Regions from separate parts of the Pan troglodytes genome. Here regions 2, 3 and 4 are each linked to region 1. A link is a contact called in public HiChIP or PLAC-seq data. All regions are on one chromosome and are shown on one strand. Each heading gives the region's core, a stretch centred on a gene start, on an enhancer-like site or on the middle of the called end of the contact. The rest is flanking DNA. Distances are from core to core; before and after follow the strand shown. Region 1 holds the start of H4C9 (H4 clustered histone 9). Region 2 holds the start of H3C6 (H3 clustered histone 6). Region 3 holds the start of H2BC17 (H2B clustered histone 17). Region 4 holds the start of H4C12 (H4 clustered histone 12).

Evidence for each region. HiChIP or PLAC-seq counts read pairs in DNA pulled down with a chosen protein or histone mark.
Region 2: an H3K4me3 HiChIP or PLAC-seq map of stem cell-derived excitatory neurons shows a contact between it and region 1, with 5 times the contacts expected there. The contact joins the promoter of H3C6 here to the promoter of H4C9 in region 1. A contact is called at or near these places in 1 of 7 Hi-C or Micro-C datasets (stem cell-derived neural progenitor cells) and 1 of 1 datasets of contacts at active chromatin or transcription factors (stem cell-derived excitatory neurons).
Region 3: an H3K4me3 HiChIP or PLAC-seq map of stem cell-derived excitatory neurons shows a contact between it and region 1, with 8 times the contacts expected there. The contact joins the promoter of H2BC17 here to the promoter of H4C9 in region 1. A contact is called at or near these places in 3 of 7 Hi-C or Micro-C datasets (induced pluripotent stem cells and stem cell-derived neural progenitor cells) and 1 of 1 datasets of contacts at active chromatin or transcription factors (stem cell-derived excitatory neurons).
Region 4: an H3K4me3 HiChIP or PLAC-seq map of stem cell-derived excitatory neurons shows a contact between it and region 1, with 2.9 times the contacts expected there. The contact joins the promoter of H4C12 here to the promoter of H4C9 in region 1. A contact is called at or near these places in 1 of 7 Hi-C or Micro-C datasets (induced pluripotent stem cells) and 1 of 1 datasets of contacts at active chromatin or transcription factors (stem cell-derived excitatory neurons).

The regions. Positions count from the first base shown.
Region 1 is chr5:33,104,396-33,108,078 of NHGRI_mPanTro3-v2.0_pri, reverse strand. H4C9 (H4 clustered histone 9) reads right to left here and starts at 1,777. Exons shown (of 1, transcript XM_054686652.2): 1 at 1-1,777. The coding sequence starts at 1,694. The coding sequence ends at 1,383. H2BC12 (H2B clustered histone 12) reads left to right here. Exons shown (of 2, transcript XM_518295.8): 2 at 2,322-2,713.
Region 2 is chr5:32,190,882-32,194,564 of NHGRI_mPanTro3-v2.0_pri, reverse strand. H3C6 (H3 clustered histone 6) reads right to left here and starts at 1,790. Exons shown (of 1, transcript NM_001374416.1): 1 at 1,329-1,790. The coding sequence starts at 1,790. The coding sequence ends at 1,380.
Region 3 is chr5:33,858,076-33,861,758 of NHGRI_mPanTro3-v2.0_pri, reverse strand. It overlaps H2BC17 (H2B clustered histone 17), which reads right to left and starts at 1,866. Exons shown (of 2, transcript XM_054686651.1): 1 at 1,287-1,866. The coding sequence starts at 1,834. The coding sequence ends at 1,454. H2AC17 (H2A clustered histone 17) reads left to right here and starts at 1,909. Exons shown (of 1, transcript XM_016955073.4): 1 at 1,909-3,449. The coding sequence starts at 2,148. The coding sequence ends at 2,540.
Region 4 is chr5:33,837,937-33,841,619 of NHGRI_mPanTro3-v2.0_pri, reverse strand. It overlaps H4C12 (H4 clustered histone 12), which reads left to right and starts at 2,052. Exons shown (of 1, transcript NM_001374553.1): 1 at 2,052-2,537. The coding sequence starts at 2,093. The coding sequence ends at 2,503.

The DNA of each region.
Region 1 (3,683 bases), core at 528-3,027:
TCCTTTATGAAAAGGCAGCATTCAAAAACTATAAAAAATATAAATCCAACATTATTAAAATTTTGCACATCCAAAGATATCACGAACAGTTAAAAACAAACCCACAAGGTGACAGAATATATTTGTCACATACTGACAAAAAGTTAAAACTCAAATATATAAAGAATATTTACAAATCAAATCTCATAAAATAAAAACTGTAGAGAATCTGAATAGACCATTCCCAGGAAAGTGGGAAAATCTCCAAATAGCCAAAAATCTCATTTAGAAAAACTCCGATTTGACATTAGGAAATGCTGATAAACAATAACTCTCAAGCACTGCTGGTGGAATATGGGAGTATAAATTTAAAATACTACCCTGGAAAGCAAATTGTTCATTTTTATTCATGTTGAATATGCACATTTACCAAATAATTCCACTTCCATGTAACCAGAAAATGCACAGCTGTATACAGTGCTGTTTTGTAATGAGGAAAAAAAATCAACAGAGAAATGAATAAAGTATTTACTGACACATTAGAAAACTAGATTAATGGTAAGAATAACATAGAACTGCACATTTCAACACGGATATATTTCAAGAGCAAATGTAAAAATTCATGACGATTAAAATAGATTAGGGGTATGTGCATCTAAAGTTAAAACGCATGGGAACAGTAAACAAATTTAGAATATCAGTTTATCCTAGAATATTACTTAATTCTAGATAGGAAAAAGGGAGGGCTGTGCTACTGAGAAAGGGACATAAGGATTTTAGATGCACTTGAACAAGTGGTGTGGTCACCAGCGCATTTTGTATACTTGATATATTCCAGTATTTAAAAGGCAAACATATAAAGGAATATTATTACTAAGACTCTTAAGACTGCCCGACTGTTCTACAGTAGTAAAAGTATGGTCTGTCCCCCTCCCCCCCATGCAGAGCTCTGTGCCCGCCAAGTCCTCTTAAACCAGCCACCACGAAGTTTTCCTGGAGGTTCTAGCATTTAGTGGAGCCCATCAAACTCATTATCTCCTGAGACGTATTTGAAGGTCCAGAGGGAAGTTAATTATCTAGCCCGCCCCTATTTGGACCGCAGACCCCTTGGCTTTCTAAACTAATCCGAGCGGTAAACCGGCTGCAGGCAATTTCCAGGCAGCCGCCAGAAGTTACTGGCCAGCAGAGGCTCTTCTGGCCTTGGAAAAATCTCGGCCCAAGGTCACCTGTAGTCATCAGCCCATTTTCGGCGTCGAGTTAATCTTGTAAAATAGGATGACAGAACTCACTGACAATGGCCCTATTAAGAGACCCAGTTTGCAGTCATTTCAACTCTTTTGTTGAAAGCTTAGGGGCCCTAAAAAGGGCCTTTTTTAGAGAATGACTGGGCTTCAAAATGCCATTTAGCCGCCGAAGCCATAGAGGGTGCGGCCCTGGCGCTTGAGCGCGTAGACCACGTCCATGGCGGTGACCGTCTTGCGCTTGGCGTGCTCCGTGTAGGTCACGGCGTCCCGGATCACGTTCTCCAGGAACACCTTCAGCACTCCGCGGGTCTCCTCATAGATGAGGCCAGAAATGCGCTTCACGCCGCCGCGGCGAGCAAGGCGCCGAATGGCTGGCTTGGTGATACCCTGGATGTTGTCGCGCAGCACCTTGCGGTGGCGCTTGGCACCCCCTTTCCCCAGGCCCTTACCTCCTTTGCCGCGTCCTGACATTATCAAGTGGTCAGAGAACAAAGATCTGCTGCCTGTGATGGCAGCTTTCTTTTATGGGTAACCTCTGCGGACCAGACTGAAAACCGGAAGAGCTTTGGCGGGAAGTCCCTCTGCATTGGGGGAGGGGACCTAAAAGGGAAACAGGCCTGCTGTGCTCTACTCCCTCTTGTTCTCCTTCAGTCCTTTTTAATCCTCAAGACCTAGGCTGTTTTTCCTTTTTTCATTTAACATGATTCCTGTCTCATAACAAAAATGTTAACATTATAGAAGATACATAAAGCAAAAAGAATATTATCTCTGCATATATGCATGTTTTCCTTTAACATTATTTGTGTGGAACTATGCTATTTTGTGGCATTTTTCTCCTTAATATACAATGGAAATATACTCCATATGCTAAATTCCTAGCAATAGAACAAGATAGACTCATAGAATTTAAAGATCGTTCAGGTATATTGCTAAGTTCTTTTCTACTTATTTTCATTTCTAGTGTTTGGGGTGGAGAATTATTCCCCCAAATATCGAGCTTGGTAATGGTGGGTGCTTTTGAAAATTGAGGGTTCTCAGAAACAAGTCTAAGAATCAAGGTCCCTCTAACTTTGTCTTGTTTCTCTTCCCCAAATACAGGGAGGGACTTTCTCTGGAATTTCCTGATATGACCAAGAAAGCTTCTTATCAAAAGTAGCACAATTGCCTTCGGTTACCTCATTATCTACTGCAGAAAAGAAGACGAGAATGCAACCATACCTAGATGGACTTTTCCACAAGATAAAGCTGGCCTCTTGATCTCATTCAGATTCCAAAGAGAATCATTTACAAGTTAATTTCTGTCTCCTTGGTCCATTCCTTCTCTCTAATAATCATTTACTGTTCCTCAAAGAATTGTCTACATTACCCATCTCCTCTTTTGCCTCTGAGAAAGAGTATATAAGCTTCTGTACCCCACCACTGGGGGGTTGGGGTAATATTCTGTGGTCCTCAGCCCTGTACCTTAATAAATTTGTATGCCTTTTCTCTTATTAATCTTGTCAGTTGATTTTCAGTGAACTTTCAGAGGCCAAAAGGGAGGTTTTCTCTTGGCCCCTGCACCAGTAGCAGTTCCTGATATGCCTACAACCTTAACTAATGCTGGGTAGAACCATTTAAAGTAATCTAACTTTACTAATAAGGACTTGATTTCTTGTATATAGAAATAACTTTTCAAAAAGTTAATCAGTTGGTTAGTCAGCACAATACATTAACTATTTCCCCCACTGATTTGAGGAACTTATCATATACTGAATATATGAGCCACCGCACCCGGCCCATTTGGTGATTTTCTTGCTACTCTTTATTTCAATGAGTACCTTACAGCAATGCTTGAAGTATTTTCAAAGTATTCCACTTAAATGTCATAAAGTAAATGAAGATAAACTTTTCATTAAAATACTTTAGAAATTTTTGCATTTATGTTGCAATAAAAGAAAACTTGCCATACACCTTTGGAAAACAAAATTGATATGACTGGCTGTAACTTGCTGTAGCTGAATTCAGTATATGTTGTAGAGAGGGTAAGGTAGCATAGGTTAATTGAATACGTTAATCTAAGGGTAAATACAAATTAAAAATGAGAGGCTTAATTATCTGTTGAAAACAAGACTTCCCTTTCCTTTCCCATCACTTTCAAAATGTCTTTCTCTGTCCTTTTAAAATGTATGTAAATCCTTTTAATGGCTAAATAGGCCTTATAACTCAGAATATTTTCTCAATGCCTGGAGAGCCATCCCTTTGAAATGTTAATCATTAAAAAAGATAGTGGTCTGTCTCCCAGTTTCCAGCGAGAAAATGGGCCGAACTTTAGCTGTCACCTGACTTCGAATTGCAAAACCTATCCAGTGTAGCCATACATAATAAGCAAGATTTCTTTCTGCTTTTGCAACCTCTTCATAAGGTTTCCTGTGATAAGCAACTCTCCCTGGTTTAATGCTTATTCAATAATAAAATTATTTC
Region 2 (3,683 bases), core at 541-3,040, 910 kb after region 1:
AGTGCAACTAGCGGGAAAAGAGCACATTCAAAAAAGTTAGTAGAAATTTCTCAATGAGTTAAAAATACTGCACCCCATATCAAAACTGAGGAATTTGCTGAAATGTTTAAATAAACAAAATTCTTCCAAATAGCATGAAGTATCCCATATAGTACATACACCCTTCTGTATTTCCAAATAACAGCCTGTATGATTTCGGAACAGAATTCCTTATTTTCCTTCCCCTCACCTACCAGTTTCGAAGCTGTGCCTTTGTATGGAAAGGAAAGGCAGAATATTTTCTGTAAGAACTTTGAAGCCGTCCAAGGATTTTCATGTTTTGTTGATAAATATGGGGTACTTTTAATGAGATTTGATTAAGACAGGGTATTTACTAAAGTTGAAAAGTTCTTTTAAGATATCAGCCGGAAGGGCGGGCGAGGTGGCTCATGCCTGTAATCCCAGCTACTCGGAAGGCTGAGGCAGGAGAATCGCTTGAACCCGGGAGGCGGAGGTTGCGGTGAGCCGAGATCGCGCCAATGCACTCCAGCCTGGGCAACAAGGGCGAAACTCCGTCTCAAAATAAATAAATAAAATAAAAAAGAAAAGAAAAAAGCAAACAAAAGATATCAACTGGAAAGTTGAAAAGGCTCATGATCTCTGCATTTTCCTTTCGCACTCAGGTTTGAGACACACCCATCTGCACCTTCGTTGCTTTGACTCCTGCAGTTTAGAACCTATGCAAGGCTGTCAAGTCTGCAAGAGCTGTGTGTTAGTGCCACGGGTCTAGGTATTCCAGCTAACAACCTTAGCCTTAGACCAGTATCAGGCGCACAGAGAGTAAAGTTGACCGCACCCAAGGCGCCGACCGTCGCCGGCAAGTAGCTGGGTCTCAAAACACTAGTGGAGTAAGGCAGCCTGATGCAGATCAAAAGCGCTGGCCCCTCGGGCAAGGTGAAATAAACATCAAGGAAAGGCAAAACCAAGGCGTTGAAAGCCTATGCAGTTAAGACCTAAAATGCAGGCCACCACATGAAAGAGCGTTGAGCCAGAAAACAAGAGGATGGGTTAAGCAGGGTACAATTAAGTGGCCAGGAGTTTAGAAAACGAGAACAATGTACAAGAAAGCAGCAGAGGGCCTGAACAGCAAGACAAAGGCCAGCTAAACCAATGGAGAACGGCGTAGGGAGGCCCAGCCCTAGGCGAAAACCTGAGGGAGCTCTTAAATTTGGAAATTTAAATGAAGCATCGAGGGAACTGAATGCCACTATTTCAAATGTCTATTTGGATCAGTGCAGTTTAGTGGTCTAATGCGTCTCAAAAGATTACAGCCCTTTTCACGGACAAAGTGGTTGGCTCTGAAAAGAGCCTTTGGATTTAAGGTTTGTACTCAAAACAATTTACGCCCTCTCCCCACGAATGCGGCGGGCAAGCTGGATGTCTTTAGGCATGATGGTCACGCGTTTGGCATGAATAGCGCACAGGTTGGTGTCCTCGAAAAGCCCCACCAAGTAGGCCTCGCAGGCCTCCTGCAGCGCCATCACCGCGGAACTCTGGAAGCGCAGATCGGTCTTGAAGTCCTGAGCGATTTCTCGCACCAGGCGCTGAAACGGCAGCTTCCGGATTAGAAGCTCGGTAGACTTCTGGTAGCGACGGATCTCACGCAGAGCCACGGTACCAGGGCGGTAGCGATGGGGCTTCTTCACGCCGCCCGTGGCCGGAGCGCTCTTGCGAGCTGCCTTAGTGGCCAGCTGTTTGCGCGGTGCTTTACCGCCTGTGGATTTACGAGCCGTCTGCTTAGTACGCGCCATAGTTCATCTGCAAAGTAGGTGAGTTAGAAAGATTGGTTTGCCCCTCTATATAGGAACAGAATCACTCTGATTGGATTGTGGACAATCCCTGTTAGTGATCGGTTGCTAAATTCCGGAAGTGGCCATAGAGATTCACGATTGGTTTATTTTTTCAGTGCAAGATTCTGATTGGTAAATTTGGATAGAGAACTGGCTCTTTTAAACAAGTCGTTTTTCGTTACAGGTTTCTTTGATGTTTCACATAGAGCATGACCTGCAAAGACATTGATCATTTAACTTAATAGACTGATCCGTTATCCTGTTTAGCTATAAAAAATCGAATGTGTTTGCGTTAGAAAGTGCTTTAGAATTTTTTTTCAAAAATCTCCGGTGCTTTTTTCTGCTTCATTTTCCTGAAGTTTTTCCCTTCCCTATTCACTCATTTAAAATCCGTTGCCTAAGTATCTCTCAATGATTCCTCGTTTCATTATAGAGTACATGGCTAATTCACTCAAACAAGGTTTTCTAAGATACACTGTTAAGCATAAGGAACTTTGTGTTTCATTTGTGTTGTAGTAAAATTCTAATATCCTGGAATCCCTACCTCTGTAATATCGGGCTTGACTCAAAGAACTTAACACTATTATTTCGTTTTGTTGAAATTAAAACGTCCAGACATAATGGCAAGAGCCGTCAAAAAAAGTATTTTCAATTTAAAATCTTGAAAAAGATGGCGGCGAAGAGAGTCTTAGAAGGTTGTTTCTCTGTAAGACAACAATGGCGCAGTTTCTCCGGATCCCTGCGGGAGAGAGCTGAGGTGCACTGAACAATTTAAGACACATCCAACCGAACTTTTATAGGAACTGGACTCACCCAAATAACAGGACTTCTTAACTTGGTTTTCGCTTCCAAACTCAACAGCTCCCAATTACTTTGAAAAGGTAACAAATGTTTACTGGAAAAGATTCTTAAGGAATGACATTACAGCCTAACACTATTGTGAATTAACCTATCGGATTCCCTGTAAGGTGTTCTTTTCCTAGCCAATAAAAAGAGCAGTTTGGGAATTCCTAATTTACATACTTTTAATCTATTGGCTACTTTGGTTCAGGCAGAGTTTTGATTTACAAGTTCGCGTTTGTGTAAGCGTACTATAAATATTTCAGAGAGGGATAGTGCGCGTGCGTGCCCGTTGCAAGGTCTAGTTTCTTTTTGTTTTTCTTTCCCAGTAGGTTTTCTTTCTCATTGGAAAGCTATTTTGTAAAGTGTAGCAGGTTCGCAATGACGCTGGCATGTAGTCCAAGGCGATTGACATCATGAATATGCTGGAGCCCCCGTTCTCCAGGGAGGGGAAACGGCTAAACCAAATTTATCTCTGCCCGCAAATGCCCGCGGATGTCTGCAAGCTGGAGTGGAGAGGAGACAAAGGATGCTTTGTGCATTCCTGCTCATTCCCTGAATTCTGTTAAACCTGCCCTATTTTAGGGCATTCATCAAAATTCTGCTAACCACAGGATTGATACAATTGCACCTTTCAAGTTAGTGTCTATTTTGCAAATTTGAATTATCTTAGGACTCGTGGGCAAGTCTTGACTGAAATTACACATTGTCGTGCGTTTCAATCTCACATCTGAAATATATATGAGTCCCTTGCTTCTCTCCTTTTCAGAAAAAGAAAATTCTGTACACTTTAAATCAAGGTAAAACGGTTAGGTATGTTGGCAAAATTGTTTCATAGGAAGCAAGGGCAGAACTGAAATCCTTTTGTATAATATGATTACGTATTTGTTGGCTGGGCCGTTTGTTAATGAGAGCTATGCACCCTCTCTGCTTTTCCTCTCCTCACTCCCTACATCTCATCTTCTGAGGCCCAAGACCTGTTTATTATCTTCTGTTTTCTCATTTTCATTTTAG
Region 3 (3,683 bases), core at 617-3,116, 750 kb before region 1:
TAGCCTTCCACCCATAGCTGCAAAGGAAGTGACGTCAGGAAAATAAAGGAAAAGTTAAGGGGTGATTTTAAAGCCTGGAGTGGAATTGTGGAGGGGCTTGCTATTTTGCTGCTAAAGATTTACAATAGAAGTAATTTATTGAAGAGGGGATAACGCAGTGGAAGAGGATGCAATGCTATGAGAATTCAGGCACTGTTGAGAAGAGGGGATCATGCCTTGAAAAGTCTCCACTCCCTTGTACTCGCACGCTCTTGGTTTACCTCCTATTTCTGTGATCTCTTCTGGGGTCCGCTTCTCTTTAAACGCAGGGTTCTCCAACTTCTATCTCAGGATTCCTAATCATGGACTTTAAAATCCCAGCCTGAACGCTGCCCCCGCCCCAGCTAATCCTGGCACACCTCCCTCCCCAAGGCCAACTGATTAACATTGCAAAAAAGCGGCTTTCCCAAGTTGCCAGGTTCTTTGTTCAACATTTTATCCTAAAGGAGCTTCCTTAGCCTTTAATGTTTCCCGTCCCGCTTTGACACCAATAATTTCAACCCACCCTAACATATCTGCAGCGATGCCAGACGAGATGCCTATTCTCTAAAGTGTATGGAAAATGGACACCGGTAAGTCAATGTCACCCAGGATCCGTACAACTGCAGTAAGTGGGACGGTTAATTCACAGCTTCCGGCTCATGGCGCCAGAGTCCGATGCACTCCTGCAGATAACGGTCATTTCCATTCCGGGAGAACCTCTTCGAAAAACAACCCGGATGAGACTATCTGGCAAATTGCAGCCCTTGGCGGGCTTTTCAAATAGAGCGTTGACCAATCAAAGGGGGACGTTACAGGCACTGAAAGAATAACCCGGCCGCGCGCGATGGCTCACGCCTGTTATCCCAACATTTTGGGAGGCCGAGATGGGTGGATCACGAGGTCAGGAGTTCGAGACTAGCCTGGCCAAGACGGTAAAACTCCGTCTCTACTAAAAATGCAATAATTAGTCGGGCACGGTGGCGGGCGCCTGTAATCCCAGTTACTTAGGAGGCCGAAGCAGAATTGGTTGAACCCGGGAGACGGAGCTTGCAGTGAGCCGAGATCGCGGCACTGCACTCTATCCTGGGCGACAGAGCCAAGCAAGACTCCATTTCAAAAAAAAAAAAAAAAAAACCACAAAAGGAAAGTAACCGAAAACCGAAAGCAAACTTGTAATTATAGCTTAAAGCACAACTGCAAGCCTTTTTCCCCAAGGGTATCTAAGAACCCAAGCTAAATTTGTCTGATGGAGCGTCTATACTCACACGCAAAAAGCCTAGGGAGCTTAGCTTGCCTTTTCCCGCCGTCTTCCCTCCTAATGGAGGCCGGCCGGAGCCCACCCAAAAGACTACAAGCAAAATGCACAGGCTCTTTCTCTGGAAGCGTGAGTGGCTCTGAAAAGAGCCTTTGGATTGCCGGCAGCTGTGAGAGCTCACTTGGAGCTGGTGTACTTGGTGACGGCCTTTGTGCCCTCGGACACGGCGTGCTTGGCCAGCTCCCCGGGCAGCAGCAGGCGCACGGCCGTCTGGATCTCCCTGGAGGTGATGGTCGAGCGCTTGTTGTAATGCGCCAGGCGGGAAGCCTCGCCAGCGATGCGCTCAAAGATGTCATTGACGAAGGAGTTCATGATGCCCATGGCCTTCGATGAGATGCCGGTGTCGGGGTGGACTTGCTTCAGTACCTTGTACACGTAGATAGAGTAACTCTCTTTGCGGCTGCGCTTGCGCTTCTTGCCGTCCTTTTTCTGGGCCTTGGTTACGGCTTTCTTGGAGCCCTTTTTGGGGGCAGGAGCAGATTTAGCCGGGTCGGGCATGGCGGAGGAGAGTGAAAGAGCACTCAAATAACAAGAATGAGGACAAGCTGGGTTATGCCCTATTTATTTACAAGTCTATATGCAGATGAGATTGAGAAATTCTTCTGTCTGACTGGAAGTTACTCAGATGACGTTGATATCAATATAGTCCAATCAAAACACGTATATTCAGAAACCTCATTTGCATTAAGAGGAAGCTGCAAGCTTAGCCAATGGCCCAGCTTCTTTTTCGCGCCCAGCAGCTGCTATAAAATGCGCCTCCCTGTAGGTTCCTTCCACTCACTTTCTGACTTAGGCCACAGGTCGTTTTACCATGTCTGGACGTGGCAAGCAGGGCGGCAAGGCTCGCGCCAAGGCCAAAACCCGCTCCTCCAGAGCTGGGCTCCAATTTCCCGTAGGACGAGTGCACCGCCTGCTCCGCAAGGGCAACTATGCTGAGCGGGTCGGGGCCGGCGCGCCGGTTTACCTGGCGGCGGTGCTGGAGTACCTAACTGCCGAGATCCTGGAGCTGGCGGGCAACGCAGCCCGCGACAACAAAAAGACCCGCATCATCCCGCGCCACTTGCAGCTGGCCATCCGCAACGACGAGGAGCTCAACAAGCTGCTTGGTAAAGTTACCATCGCTCAGGGCGGTGTTCTGCCTAACATCCAGGCCGTACTGCTCCCCAAGAAGACTGAGAGCCACCACAAAGCTAAGGGCAAGTAAGGGCTGAACTTTAAAAATGTAAACTTACAAGACAAAAGGCTCTTTTCAGAGCCACCCACCATTTCTACGGAAGAACTGAGCACTCTGTTCTCCAAACCTATCAGAAATTTGTGGCCGAGTTCAAGCACTGAGGTCATTACTTTCCTATTGGGTAAAATATAGGTATTGAATCAGGCCTAGTAAATACTATCCAACTGCTACCTTATAACATGAAGGAACCTCCTTCATTGTCCCCTCCCCACAAACTGTCCTGCGTCTTTAAAAAACTTGGGGCCGGGCGCGGTGGTTTATGCGTCCTTAGCATTTTGGGAAATTGAGGCAGGTGGGTGGGGAAGGGGAGAAATCTCTAGGGACCTGGAGTTCGAGACCACCATGATAACGAGACCCCTGCCTCTTAAAAAAAAAAAAATGGCTGGGCGCGGTGGCTCACGCCTGTAATCCCAGCACTTTGGGAGGCCGAGGAGGGTGTATCACAAGGTCAAGAGATCGAGACCACCCAGGCCAACATGGTGAAACCCTGTCCCTACTAAAAACACAAAAATTAGCCGGGCGTGGTGGCGAGCGCTACTAAGGAGACAGGCAGGAGAATCGCTTGAACCCAGGAGGCAGAGGTTGCAGTGAGCCGAGATCACGCCACTGCACTCCAGCCTGGGCGACAGAGCGAGACTCCATCTAAAAAAAAAAAAAAAATACCAGGCGCAGAGGCCCTCGCCTGTATTTGGCGGACTGACAGCAGAAGGAACACTTGAATCCCAGGAATTTGAGATTTCAGTGAGCCATGACCTCGCCACTGCACTCCAGCCTGGGTGACAAAGCGAGACCCCGTCTCAAAAAAAGAAAAACAAAACCCAAACAAAAGTATTTCTGGTGATCATTTGCTCCTGTGAATATAATAAATGTTAAACTAACCTTTTTGTTGTCTTCATGGGTCTTTATCAATACCAGAACCTGGTAGTTCTTTGATCAACTAAAATCTCCATCCTAATAAAATGCTGTTGTCAGAACTACCCAGATTCACTGGCAAAAATCTAATCACTGACCCAAACCTGTAATTCCGCGCATGCTAATGAAATTAAGCAATGATTTACATAATTAATCCAATCAGCCATTGGATTGCATTAAACTCAGTTAATGAAGAGGTCA
Region 4 (3,683 bases), core at 803-3,302, 730 kb before region 1:
TTAGTAGAGAAGGGGTTTCGCCATCTTAGCCAGGCTGGTCTCGAACTCCTGACCTTGTGATCCACATGCATCGGCCTCCCTTCTGGCTGGGATTACAGGCGTGAGCCACCACGTCCGGCCATTTGAAACTCTTTTTCTTGGAATAAAGTCATCCTCGGTCTTTCCCTCCTGCACTTTATTTGTAAATGTAAAAGACAGGGTTTCTGGGCACAGCTGATTTCCTACTTCAACAGAAAAGAGGAACATGAGGGAGCTCAAGCGGCACCTTCACCATTCTAAGGAAATACAGGGTAAAAGCCACCTTTCTTTCTCAAACAGCTTCCTGAAGTGTTTCTAGGTGGAATGAGGAAAAAAATAGAAAGTCAGTTCTTGCCCCAAAAATGTGGTTGGCGAGGGAGAGAAAGGAACAGAAAGGACAGCTACAGAAAGAGTAAAATGTAAGGAAAAGAATAAGAGAACCAAATTTGAGAAAGGTGAGGAATCCCACCTTGGAGCTATCATCAGGCGTCGTCTTTTGCAGTCAGCCACTCCATAGGCTGATCACTTCGAGTTTGTACGGAAGCAGTTTCTACACGCTATTTCACAAATGCCCGAAACGACTGTGATTACCCCTCTAGAGATGGCGCCATTTGATTCCAGCAGCCACAAAGCACTAGAACAATCGGTGCTAAGAGGTGACAGGAAAAACAGGCTGCAAAGACCCAGACAATGGAATGCAGCGGTGGTCAGCCTAAAACACTGTAGAAGGGCAAGATGAGCTGAGTAATTTTTAACTGGGCATCATTTTTAGAAACTGGAGTTTAACTACCCCCCTTTCCATTTTTTCCTGAAGTCGTGGGCAGGGCGCAAGGTCTGTGAATCGGCCGACCGGATGCAGCTGGTGTGGAGAGTTCCCAATCAGGTCCGATTTATTACTATATAAACTACTGCTGCGAGGCTTGCAGTGTTGCATTTTGTTTAGTACAAGACATGTCTGGGCGCGGCAAAGGCGGGAAGGGTCTGGGCAAAGGAGGCGCTAAGCGCCACCGCAAAGTTTTGCGCGACAACATTCAGGGCATCACCAAGCCCGCCATCCGACGCCTGGCACGGCGTGGAGGCGTTAAGCGCATCTCAGGCCTTATATACGAGGAGACACGCGGAGTTCTTAAAGTGTTTTTGGAGAATGTAATCCGCGATGCAGTTACCTACACGGAGCACGCCAAACGCAAGACAGTCACAGCCATGGACGTGGTTTACGCGCTCAAGCGCCAGGGCCGCACCCTCTATGGCTGTGAAAGAGCTGTAGACTAAAGACAGTTAATTTCTTAAGAACACTTAAACGTATGGCAGTTTTGGCAAATCAGCGATTCCACATAAGCAGTCGCTGAAGTTTGAGGTTCGGTGCCCCTTTCAGCATTACTTAGTGGTTAAAAGTGACGGCTTCTCTGATACACGGCCAAATCTATAACGCCTCTCTGGCTTTTGCAAAAGTCATAGTGAAACAGCCGGTCTCATTTATCTTGTATCGATTACTTTACCGCTACAAATGCGAGGGCTGTGTAACTGACACTGTGGTCCGCAACGCCCAAAATGCTTTAATATCGCCCTTTACAGAAAAAGTCGGCCAACTTCTAAAACATTAAGTACGTTTAAATTTGAGAAATACTGGCATACCACAACGCTCGAATTTCATGTCCCCTTCAATGCCTCCATTTACAAATTTACTCTAGTTTCACTTTTCCTTTACGTTCTTTAACTTTTTGTCAAATCAGTAATGACACCTCGTAATTAAAATAATGCAAGGCAAGTTTAGATTTATCAAGCTTATATTTAAACAGGATTTTGATGCATGAAAAATCCTAGACTTTTGGGGGATTTTTTTTTGTTTCCGTTTTTGTTTTTCTTTAGCTAGCAAAACCATTTTACGTTTCTTGACCCAAAACAGAGGCGGAATGTCTCCCTTTCACTAGCAGATTAAACTGGGAGCCAATTCCGTGTGTGAGACGTGGCATGGCACAGTCTACTGTCCAATCAGAACGCGAGGGCAGCTATAAATAACGGGATGATCAGTTTTTTTCTCTCGTTTGTGTTGAGTAGGTAGGTCTACTTAGCCATGGCACGAACAAAGCAAACTGCTCGCAAGTCCACCGGCGGCAAAGCGCCGCGCAAGCAGCTGGCCACCAAGGCGGCTCGCAAGAGCGCTCCGGCCACCGGTGGCGTCAAGAAGCCCCACCGCTACCGCCCCGGCACCGTGGCCCTGCGCGAGATCCGCCGCTACCAGAAGTCGACCGAGCTGCTAATCCGGAAGCTACCTTTTCAGCGCTTGGTACGGGAGATCGCACAGGACTTTAAGACCGATCTGCGCTTCCAGAGCTCGGCGGTGATGGCGCTGCAGGAGGCTTGCGAGGCCTACCTGGTGGGGCTATTTGAGGATACCAACCTGTGCGCCATTCACGCCAAGCGCGTCACTATTATGCCTAAAGACATCCAGCTTGCGCGCCGCATCCGAGGGGAGAGGGCATAAATATTTTCCTATCAGCCCAAGAAGTCTGTCCAACCCCAAAAGGCTCTTTTCAGAGCCCCTCAATTGTCACCAAAAGGAAGCTGTAGCTTTTGAGACGTGTCTTAGCTCCATGTTAAATACAAGCTGTGGACAAAACGTGGTAGTGGCTCAACACACTATAATGCAGGAGTCAGGTCACAGGCTGTTGGTATGCTAAATCAATTTCACATACAGAACCTGCTCCTACTGATAAGGATTATCACTCAAAAAAGACATGTCATAGGGTCAATTTTACAGATGAAGTTTAGTTTTGAAAAGTATTCCTGTTTTTATCCTTGAGGAATGTATCTCCTGCGTATCTACCTGCCCCTACTGAAGGGAACAAGTAGCACAATGAGTGTCCACAGGCTCTTGTGAGGCCGAGGCAGGCGGATCACAAGGTCAGGAGATCAAGACCATCCTGGCTAACACGGTGAAACCCCCGTGTCCACTAAAAAAAAGACTGCCGGCCGTGGTGGCACGCGCCTGTAGTCCCAGCTACTCGGGAGGCTGAGGCAGGAGGATCGCTTGAACCTGGCAGGCAGAGGTTGCAGTGAGCCGAGATCGCGCCACTGCCCTCCAGCCTGGGCTACAGAGCGAGACTCCGCCTCAAAAATACAAAAAACAAAAAACAGGCTCTGAAAACTGCACACATGAGAGTGGAACAATAGACAATAAGGACTCAGAAGGGAGGAAAGAATGAATGATAAGTTACTTAGTTGGTACAATGTAAGCTATTTAGCTCTTGTATAGCCCATGTAACTTGACCACCTTGGAGCATATGCACGTAACAAAGTTGCCATTGTACCCCATGCAAGTAACAGTTTTGACAAAAAGCTCGACACTTTTGTTCTGTTTCAATGTAATGTTTAGCAAGCCATGTGTTAGGTAGTGGGCCTCTGAGGAGGGATACTTTAACCTACTGCATGCTGTCATCTATGAAATGAACTTCTAGCTCTAAGTGGACCTTAAAAAATATTTTCCTGTCATTTCACCATATGCTTGTCATAGACTGTGGAGTTGGATTTTCATGAGATTTTTTCTTTCTTTTTTTTTTTCAGAGAGAATCAGTCTGGGTATTAAACTTCAAGTGGTATTTTAAAGCTCTTCCTGGTTTCTAACCAAACTTTTCCATTATTTCCAGCTGTTTAGAGTTTCCTCA